Regions from separate parts of the Mus musculus genome. Here region 2 is linked to region 1. Evidence: chromatin contacts called from public HiChIP or PLAC-seq data. All regions are on one chromosome and are shown on one strand. The core of a region is the stretch at or near the end of the contact, and the rest is flanking DNA. Distances in the headings are between cores, read along the strand shown. Region 1 has its middle 12 kb from the start of Mir5114. Region 2 holds the start of Ndufb8 (NADH:ubiquinone oxidoreductase subunit B8).

Region 1 (5,311 bases), core at 1,076-3,575:
ATTCTTACGATTTCTTTTTTTCTTTTTTCTTTTTCTTTAGAAGTGGAGGGTGAGGGTAAGAATTCTCCTCTGAGACTCTTTGGGTTAGTTATGCCTGTTAACTGAAGCAGCATTTCTTTGGCGTAGAAGCAACTTACACTGTAAAAATAAGGCTCTGTTTACTCTTGCCATGCTTGTAAGATGCCCTGGATTGCGTCCCCAACACTGGAAAAACAAAAACAAAAAACCTAACTAAGTGAATAAATGACATCATAAAAGCATCATTTTAAAGGTCCCAAATCCATGACCATGGCGCATGAATTTATATACTTATACTGTTTAGCCACCGCCATTTATTACTATTATTAGTTATTAATTAATCACCTGGTTTTCAGACAAGGTTTCTCTCAGTATCCTTGGCTGTCCTGGAATTCAGTCCGTTAGACCGGACTCTCTCTCTCTGCATCTCTAGTGCTGCTATAAGAGATGTTTATCACTATACTGGGCCTCATCTTTAGTTTTAAAAAAATGTCATTATCCTCACCCCAAAAGGAAACACTATTCCCATTCGAATGACTCCTCATGACCCTCCCACTGTATCAACAACCAATATGCTGCCTATGAATCGGTTGTTGTTTATGTCGGAGAAATAGCCATACTGTGTGTGTCTGGTAGCCTCCCTGCATGACATTCTGTGTGTCTCTTTGTAACAGGTCCCCCACCGCCCCCCCCCCCCAACCTGGTCCTTAGTTGGCTCCCAAATCTTAACACAACTAACATGGTGAAGTGATAGAAGTACTATTCAGGTCATGGAACCCAGCACATAGGCAGCACCACCCGCCAAAATGAAAACAAAGATCTAATTCATCAAAGGCCATAGCTCTGGGAAGTCTGTAAATGTACTAGCCTTGCTTTTTGGCTTCTGTAGTTCCCCTTCTGGCTAACTGTTCTTGCTAAATGTGTCAAACAAAGACATGTTTTGTATTGTGTGTGTGTGTGTGTGTGTGTGTGTGTGTGTGTGTGCTTAAAAGCTTGCCCTGAGAGAGCTGAAGAGATGGAACAGCAGTTCAGAGCATTGACCGCTTTGCCCAAGGTTCTAAGTTCAATTCCCAGCAACCACATGGTGGCTCACAGTCATCTGTAATGGGATCCGATGCCCTCTTCTGGTGTGTCTGAAGACAGCTACAGTGTACTCATATTAAAAAAAAAAAATACAAAAAAAATGCCATAAGCCGGGCGTAGTGGCGCACGCCTTTAATCCCAGCACTTGGGAGGCAGAGGCAGGCAGATTTCTGAGTTCGAGGCCAGCCTGGTCTACAGAGTGAGTTCCAGGACAGCCAGGGCTACACAGAGAAACCCTGTCTCGAAAAACCAAAAAAATAAATAAATAAATAAATAAAATAATAATAATAATAATAATAATTAAAAACAAACATCTCACCCCGAGAAAGGCTCAAGTCTGTAAGTACCAGCCAGCTAATAGACTTTCTACTGGCTTAAATCTGTGTCTAAGTCATTTCTTTGATTTATCTTCTTTGATCGATTCCTAACATTTTCACACTGGCACAAATCAGTTTTTAACTCCTCATTATGATTAACAGTCCATTGTATTTATGGGGAGCAGTTGAGTTGTCCCCCCCTTTCGGCTTCTATGAATAGTATGCTCTGCACATTTGTGTGTGTATATTCTAGCATTTGCTCTCTGTCGATTTGTGTACACAGGAATGGGATTTCTTCTGTAATAATTCTGTTTAACTTTTTTTTTTTTTGAGTAAACAGTTTTCAACAGCAGTAATGGACAGTGTCACCCACCCTTCACCATAACATTTCTCCTTTTTTTTTTCTTTTTTCTTTCTGCTTTCGGGGAAGGCCAGACCCCATGGAGTAAAGTAGAAGCTCTGCTTCCAGTAGCAAGATTGCTTTAGCCAAAGCCTCAAACCGTGCCTCCAACCTCGCCATTTCCAGGAGCAGGCAGTGTGGCTACCTCCCTGGATCACTAACGCACCTCCCACCCCACTGCGGCCAAACACACATACACAGCCCTGTGACATCATAAATTACTGTCCTGGTGACCGTACATGGAGCCCTACCAAACTCCAACTCAGGTTAAGCTGAGTGCCTGAAATAGAAGCAACATGCAACGCTCTTCCTCCAGTCCTGGCCCTCTGCCAGTGCCTGCCCGGGAGAGGTCCAGCTAGGGTGAGGAAAAGCAAGGGTCAGGCGTGCGGGCCCCTCCCGGGGTTACTCTGGGTTAGCATTGGCCCCAGATTCACTCGCGTTCACCAGGCCCAAAGCGCCTGACCCCTCGCAGCCAATCAGCGGCCTCACCGGGCTCTGCACGCATCGCTCCAATCAGGATGCGCTGCTCCTGAAGCTAGCCGGTGTACCTTGCAGTCACAGATGGAGGCTAGCCCAGTCCCTGACCTCACAACCCCCCCCCCCCCCCCCGCCTCCGCTCCCCGGACCTTGAATGTGGGCTCTGGTCGCCAGCTTTCGCCAAGGAAGGGGGTGGGGGTGTGTGCTGGCAAAGCAGCGCACGTTTTTTTTTGTTTTTTTGTTTTGTTTTTTTCCATCTACGTAGTGCAAACGCTTATGGAGGAGGAGGCAGAGCTAGGACTTAGCAAAACAGACCTCAGATTGGGTCATGGTGTAGAGGAGAGCACTCCGAAAAGCACAGCATTAATGTGATCAGGAACTTTCCAGGCTGATGTCAGCAGGCATGAAGGGGCGTGGAGTGGGCAGTGGGAGGAGAAAATGCAGGGGAGGCGGTGAGAGTCTGGAAATCTCGATATTTAAGAAACTTACTGTGATAGCAGAGGGGACCACAGGGGCTGGAAGCCTTATTCCAGGCTTTGAAAAGACTCCGATGGGGGCATGGGGAAGGAAAAGGAAGGACACATCTGAAAAGTATTTTTGGAGCAGAGTAGACATTCAGATGCTGGAATGGTGAAGTGGATGCAGGGTGGGAGGGGCACCCATGACAGGCTTTTAGCTCGAGTCGCTCTGCAGGGGCAGCCTCTGCACCAACTTAAAATAAGAAGCTTGAAACAAAGCAGGCTTGGACTGGGAGCGGGAAGTTAGTATTTAACACGGGAGTGGGAGTTGTACAAAGTTTGCTGGGATTAAAGGCAGTAATCACCACACATAATCTTAACGTGCCCTTAAATGTGGCTTGCAAGAATTGCATTGAGAATTTTTTTTTTCTGTCTCCATGTTCATCAGGGGAAAAAACGGCTGACAATTTTCTTTTTTAAAAATGTGTGTGCTCTGAACCAGTTTTTATATCAAGGTAATGCAGACTTGGCAGGGTGAACTTGGTAGTGTTCTGTATACCATATGAAACAGTTTAAGGAGCTTGGTTATTACCTCTTCCTTAAAGATTTGATAAAACTCGGCAACGAGTCAGTCTGGTGCTACATTTTGACTTTTGGGGAAACTTTTGGTTACTGTCTCAGTCTTGTTGACTTTTTAAAAAAATGATTTTAGAGCTTTATTATAGAAAGACAGGGGGAAAGAGAGAAGGTAGAAAAGAGAGAGAAGAAAGGCTAGAGAATAAAGAGGGAGAGAGAGGAGAGGAGAAGACAAAAAGAGAGAGGAGTGAGGAGTAAGAGCCGTCTTGTTGATTGTTATGAATCCATTTTAATCGTTTATGTCCTTTTGGCTTGATTTTGTGAGTCCTCTATGACTAGGAGTTTATTTATTTCTTCAATGCCTGCTAATGTATTGCCAATGATCATGGAACTGAAGATGGTTAAAAACTACTTTAGAATGTTAGGAAGTGAAGCTAGTGCACACCTTTCATTCCAGCACTCGGGAGGCTGAGCAAGGTGGAGTTCTGAGTTCGAGGCCAGCCTGGTCTACAGAGCGAGTAAAATAAATAAAAAAGACTGTTAGGAAGTTAAAAGCTATTTAAGGAGCACGTGGGAAGAATGAGTGAATGGGATGAAGACAGTGGGTAGAGAAAGGGAAAGACTAGAGAGACAATGGATGAAAGAAGGAGAAAGAAGAGGAGGGAGAGGCTGTTGAGGGAAAAGAGCAGGAGACTGGGGAAAAAATAAAGAGAAAGAACAAACACAAAGACGACCCAACAGTATAAAAAGGTGTTGCCCTTTAAAGATTTAATTCACATTAATTTTACGTATATGGATGCTTTGCCTGCGTGTATGTCTGTACCTGGTGCTCAAAGAGGCAGAAGAAGCTGTCAGATCATCTGGAATTGGAGTTACAGATGGTTGTGAACTGCCATGTGGGCACTGGGGATCAAACCCTCTACAAAAGAAACAAGTGCTCTTAACAGCTGAGCTATCTCCCTGGCCCCTAAAAGAAGCGTGGGTGGGGGTGGGTGGGTGGGGCATGAAGTAGATAAATGTCAAAGGGGGGAATAAGACTTAAAAACAAAAACCCAGGGGCTGGAGAGATGGCTCACTGGTTAAGGGCACTGACTGCTCTTCCAGAGATCCTGAGTTCAATTCCCAGCAACCACATGGTAGCTCCCAACCATCTGTAATGGGATCTGATGTCCTCTTCTGGTGTGGATACAAACCACAGCAGTGAGAACGGTGCCTGCCTTTGTGCCTTCCAGACCTCCTGCATACTGACCACCCTGATGGAAGGGTGCAGCTGTAAGTGTCATGCACACTCCTTGAACTTTTGGCTTCTGTGGCAGTTAGCGGCAGAGGATTGACTCCAGAGAGGCAGAGGATCAACTCCAGAGACTTACCCACCCGCTGGCCTCAAGCTCAGAGCTATTAAGCTCCAGGGTCATTCTATGTGGCAGAGAACTGCGTCCAGCCACCCATCCTTTCTCTATGTAATTTGAGCTTAGTTTCCTCTGGCCCCCTTGCTTCTGCACAACTGCCTCATGTTCCTGTGGCAGGCCAAACATTGAGGTCCCCTGAGCTGTGGGGGACTCCTGATCTCAAGACTCTAGAGTAGCTCGGTTTCAAATAAATTACCCATTAAAATGATGCCTGATGCTCCTATCTAGTTCATATGTGCTGAGAGAGAGAGAGAGAGGGAAGGGGAGGGGGAGGGGGAGGGGGAGGGGGAGGGGGAGGGGGAGGGGGAGGGAGAGGGGGAGGGGGAGGGGGAGGGGGAGGGGGAGGGGGAGGGAGAGGGAGGGGAAGAGGGAGAGAATGGGATTACTCTTTACCTGACTGAGAGAGGAGTCCACAGCTGGATTGGAGGCCTGAGAGAGCTGTGGGTTTGTCTTGGGGGTAGAACTGCCGGCCTCTCCTTGTCAGGGCCATCTGGTTTACCTTTTGAAGGCTACTTCCGTTTTTCAGCCCACTGCTGGGGAACCTGTGCACTTGAGGTGTGTCTGACTCGCTGG
Region 2 (5,311 bases), core at 1,889-4,388, 240 kb after region 1:
TGTCCTTTGGATGCTCTGGATCACAACTCTTTCCAGTACCCTGCAGAAAGTGCCCTTCACTGTTCAGTACCGGATGAGCTTTCAGCTCCAGAGTCCTTGGTTACTACTAAAGTATAAGTGGTGATGACTGTCCTCAGATGGAAACTGAAGGTTAGCCTCCACATTCTCAGCCACTAGTTAGTGCTCAAGTCTGTCTCCTCGGTTATCTGGTCCATGCAGTGGGGGGCAGAGCAGTGCTCTGACGCCTGTTGGGCGGGAGGGTCAGGCCTTTCATCTTTCTCTTGTCTAAAACTCTAGGAAGCCAAACTTGGCACTGGCTACTTTCCTACCCCAGCAACTTCACTCCCTCAGGAAAGGAGGCGAATGTGCTTCAGAGAGCACATGAGATACTCACCACAGGCTGGTAGGAAGGGAACACGTGCCCTACCCAGAACATGAAAACCATGAAAGCCACAAAGCCGAAGAGATGTTTACACATGACATCCCAGGACACAGGGGTAGGTGACGTGTCCACACGATTCCTGATGTACATGTCTAGGTCCCAGTGTATCTGTGGCAGAAAGGCACATAACTGTCACAAACTGTCCTTGCAAAAGACAGGTGTTCTGGCTAGTCCTTTGTCAACTTGACATAACCTAGAGTTATCTGAAAGAAGGAAACCTCAGTTGAGAAAAATGACTCTATAAGATCAAGCTGTAAGGCATTTTCTTAGTGATTGAGGGGGGAGGGCCCAGCCCACTGTGGGCAGTGCCATCCCTGGGCTGGTGGTCCTGGGTTCTACAAGAAAGCAGGCTGGGCAAGCTACAGGGTACAAGCGAGTAAGCAGCATCCTTCCATGGCGTCTGCATCAGCTCTTTTCTCCAGCTTCTGACCTGTTTGAGTTCCTGTCCTGACTCCCTTAAAAGATGAACCGTGATATGGGAGTGTAAGCCAAATAAATCATTTCCTTCCCAACTTGCTTTTTGATCATGGTGTTTCATCATAGCAACAGAAATCCTAACTAAGACCACAGGCAATCTGGAATGGACAGAGCCTGATACAAGGCTTCAAAGAAGCAATACCCTTCTTAGGGCAATATTCTGAGCCAGGTCCAAGACACACAAGGGCCAGCCTTAAAGAGGAATGCTGGCTCCAGCAAAGGTAGTAGGTCAAGCATGACCCGCACAATGGTCACAGTACACAGGGCTTTGGGTATGCCGGTAAGTTCCATCCTGTGTACCATATGCAGAACTTCAGGTCTCAGATCACTGGACCTTGCTCCCTTGAGCAGAAAAGCTTAGCCAAAAAAGCACCATGTGCACTGAGGAAAACACCCCGAGAAAACACAAGGAAATGAGAGGAAGGGAAGGGTAATCCTTTTCTCACCGGTTCACCCCAGTTCATCCTGAGTTCTGAGTGGTCCCACTGATACCACGGATCCCTCTCATGCTGTGATCGGTTGGGGAGCATCGGGTAGTCGCCATACCTGAGAGAGACAGCGAGAACCTCTGGAAAGGGCTGTGGTAGTCCCTGACAATTCAAAGCCCTCGCCCCAAAGATCAGAAACAAATCGACATATATATAACTACATCACTTAGAATAGAAGAACTTGCCCCCAAATCAAGATGTCTTAGCACTAAGCACAGAACCAAAGAGGTCCAAAATATAGTTAGAGGTTATGTCAAATCCTGAAACAATATGGCCTTATCTTCTCTTACAAAGAAAAGTCACACAACTCAGAACTAAAGGGAATTTAGCAATCAACTACACCCATATTGGTTGGATAAAACAAAATAGGTACACATTAGAAAAGGCTTTTCTTCTCCATAGCTACTATGTTTCTTAACCACAAGTTGATGTATACCCTCATGCTTCAAACACCTCCTTGGAGGTCTCCCTTAACTTGGTTTTCCCCCCTAAAAATCCAAGGTCACCTTATACAGACTACTGCCCAGGCTGTTCTAGTCCACAACAAAGTAAAAAACAGACAATGGAAACTGGACACGTGTCAAAAAAATGATTGGAAAATAAAAAGAAAAGAAAAATGCTAACACAGGAAGTGACGATGATGTTTAACCACTATTCATAATTAACTTTGTTACAGGGGATAGATAGAGGGCCAGAAGGGACTAACACCAACTGAAGAATGAAGGCTGACATGGAGTGTAATCTGCTTAACCATCAGTGACATTTTCATATGCCTAATGGCAAAAAACAAACAAACAACCCCCTCCCCCAAAAAAGCCAGACATACACAAATATAGAGTACCCCAACCTCAGCAAGGTTCTCAGGACAGGGGTCCAGCTCCCGCCTGGTCAGCACCTGAGCCCAGCAGATGCTCAATCTAAATGAAACGCAGTGCTCTGGATGGAGCCATGGAAGAATCTCACTATTCTGGAGTCCTCGAGGGAGCTATGATAACCTCGGCTTCCTCATTTGAGCAAACAGCCTGAGCCAAGCAAAAAAAATGGAAGTCTTCTCGGCTGCAGCGGCTCAGCCACCCACTCCCACCTCCCCCAACCTAGAAAAGCACCCGCACTAATGACTCTGAGGGGTCACTACAAGGATCCGGGAGAAAACGCCTGGGTCGCACCACCCAATCCAACCGCCTTCACCGCTCCTGACCCGAGTCCTCTACCTCACTCACCCCATGCCATCATCGGGGTATGGCTCGTAGTCTTCCACTCGCATGTTATACTTCTTGGCGGCCGCGGCGCGTTCCTCTGGGGTCCTAGGATATGACCCCGGCAACATGTCCTTGGTCATATGGAAGGCTGGACGCAGAGGGATGCAGGTCAGATGGACACGGTGCTTTAGGCGCCCACCCAGAAAGGACTAAGCCGCAGTGACTGCAGAGGCTGTCGTTTCGCACCTTGCCGGACTACAGCAACCCTGTATCCCTTCTTTGGGCACACGAATCCACCGCGACCTCCCACCCCTTACCCCCAGCCAGGACACCTCCGCCACCGTCCCAAGGATGCCTCCATCCCGAAGCAGTAAACTTCAGGCACCCGCTTCCCACACCGTGCAGACCTCTCCGTGCCTCCAGTGGCACCACGCCCCGGGTTGTCCTCTGCAGCCATCGGACTCCCAGGGCCGCAGCCCGGGCGGCAGCCATCTTCACCTTCTCCGCGGTTCACTCTGCACATGCGCAAAAGCGGGTCACGGTGGCTGAGTCGGGCCAAACGGCGATCTCCGAAGCCAGCGCAGAAGTCCCGGCATCAAGCTGGGCGGGCTTTATTTAAATATGCTGTAGAGCCTGGACGGTGAGCGGCTGATGAGGTGCCAGGACAGACAGCAAGGAGAGAAAACAAAGCTACTGCTTACTTGATATTGCAAGTTACTGTATTCCTTTTCGCCTTCAACCGACTGAGGCCCTTTCGGGGCTGCGCCAGCCGAATATCTCAGACCGCTGTGCAAAGTAAAACCAGCCTTCTGTCCTCACACACAGTCCTTTTTCACATTTAGCTCTTGGTTTTGTTTGATCCTTTCTCCAAATCTCTTTCCTTATATACTCAAAGTTGTCTCAGTTCATCTAAATGTCTCAATCACCTCAACCCAACAAATACAAAAACCAAGCCGATTACTGGAGGCGGCTCGCCTGACCCAGCCCCAAACCTCCCATTTTTCAGGAAAAAAAAAAACAGATTTCAAACAGAAAGACCATAATTAACAAACTCTTAACACAGACTGGGAGACATGTTTGCATACTATTAAGTTTTCGTTTTATTTGTACAAGTAGGGTTTGGATATATTACACATTTTGAGTATGCACGTATTTCCATCAACTCTTTAGACACAATTACTGTAATAGAATCCCTTCTCAAATGTATACCAGATCGACAAACACAGGCGTGTACTATTCAACATATAGATTTGGGGAGGCCTACTGCAGTGCATTTTATCCTCTTGTAGTATCATTAGACATCATCAGAATTAATTTGACAGCATCTGCATTTAACTAATAGCAAACCCTGATCTCATGTTGCTTAAAAGCAATGTTGGTATAGGTTATTCATTTGTTTTTTTTTTATATTGTTTATATAGAACATAGCATATTCTTTTTTAAGAAGAAAATTATATGTATGGGTGTTTTGCCCACATGTGTGTTTGCACTCCACATGCATGTGGTAGTGGAGGAGACCAAAGGGCAGCAGATCCCCCTGGAACTGGAGTTTCAAAGAATCCACAGTTACCGTGGATTGTTGGCCTTCATTCAGGTGCTGGGAATTGAACGCTGGTCCTGGATCCTCTGTCCTCTGGAAGAACAGCCAGTACTCTTAACCCCCGAGACATCTCTCCAGCCCCACAGTGTACTCTTATGTGATGGTATATGCCTTTTGTAAAGTCAACACTTGAGAAATGAAGACAAAAAAAAAAAAAATCAGGAGTTAAGGCCAGCCTGGGCTACATAATGAGTCTAAGGCATATCTGGGCTATGTGAGACTGTGGCGGGGGTGGGGTGGGGGAGAAGTGTATAATGATTTTTAAGTGTATATTACAAACGTGTGTGACTATTACTTCTATCTAGATCTAAAACATTTCATCACTGCCCCAGAGAAATCTCATACCAATTAGCATATTCCTCTACTTCCACACATTGGCAAACACTAATCTACTTTCTGTTTCTATGTTTTTGCCTAAGCAGTATGTGATGGTGTGTATATGCTTGGCCCAAGGAGTGGCATGATTAGAAGGTGTGGCCCTGTTGGAGTAGGTGTGTCATTGTGGGTGTGGCTATAAGACCCTCATCCTAGCTGCCTGGAAGCCAGTATTCTGCTAGCAGCTTTCAGATGAAGATGTAGAACTCTCAGCTTCTCCTGCACCATGCCTGCCTAGAGGCTGCCATGTTTCTGCCTTGATGATACTGGACTGAACCTCTGAACCTGTAAGCTAGCCCCAATTAAATGTTGTCCTTTATAAGAGTTGCCTTGGTCATGGTGTCTGCTCACAGCAGTAAAACCCTAAGACACAGTATATGTATAAAAATGGAATCTTCTTATAATATGTGGACTTTGTATCTATCTTCTTTCTCATAATGTGAATATATCCCAATATATATTAATATATCATTTTTATGAATAAATGATAATCTACTGTACACTCTGTACATTTACTATTTAATGGACTTTGGGTTGTTTCCAATTTGGAGTTGTTGTGAATAAAGTTACTGTAAAATGCTAGTACGCATCTTTTTATGAGTTTACATAGCGTATTTTTTTTTCTTTTTCCTATGAGTTTGTTTTGCTCTTTGGTCTTGTTTGTTAGCTCCTTGAGGCAAAGGTTTCACTCTGTAACTCAGGGTGTCCTTGAATTCACTTTAAAGCTCAG

Evidence for each region. HiChIP or PLAC-seq counts read pairs in DNA pulled down with a chosen protein or histone mark.
Region 2: a contact with region 1 is called in a FOXA1 HiChIP or PLAC-seq map of pancreatic cancer cells. The contact joins the promoter of Ndufb8 here to the enhancer-like site in region 1. A contact is called at or near these places in 13 of 39 promoter capture datasets (the 3T3-L1 cell line, 3T3-L1-derived adipocytes, the C10 cell line and 8 more), 13 of 484 Hi-C or Micro-C datasets (3T3-L1-derived adipocytes, the C10 cell line, CD4 T cells and 10 more), 7 of 115 datasets of contacts at active chromatin or transcription factors (the NIH/3T3 cell line, effector CD8 T cells, embryonic hindbrain and 4 more) and 2 of 9 other capture datasets (adipose tissue and liver).

Annotation. Positions count from the first base shown.
Region 1 is chr19:44,312,371-44,317,681 of GRCm38.p6, forward strand. No RefSeq gene overlaps it. Among named protein-coding and RNA genes, the nearest start is that of Mir5114, 12 kb to the left of the region's middle. Within about 2 kb of position 2,326, at least 328 of the 459 cell types and tissues checked have an H3K27ac peak or open chromatin away from gene starts, as enhancers often do. A contact at or near this core is called in 3T3-L1-derived adipocytes, CD8 T cells, the NIH/3T3 cell line and 15 more, where this site is marked.
Region 2 is chr19:44,552,304-44,557,614 of GRCm38.p6, forward strand. It overlaps Ndufb8 (NADH:ubiquinone oxidoreductase subunit B8), which reads right to left and starts at 3,139. Exons shown (of 5, transcript NM_026061.3): 1 at 3,014-3,139; 2 at 2,628-2,754; 3 at 1,366-1,465; 4 at 395-550. The coding sequence starts at 3,098.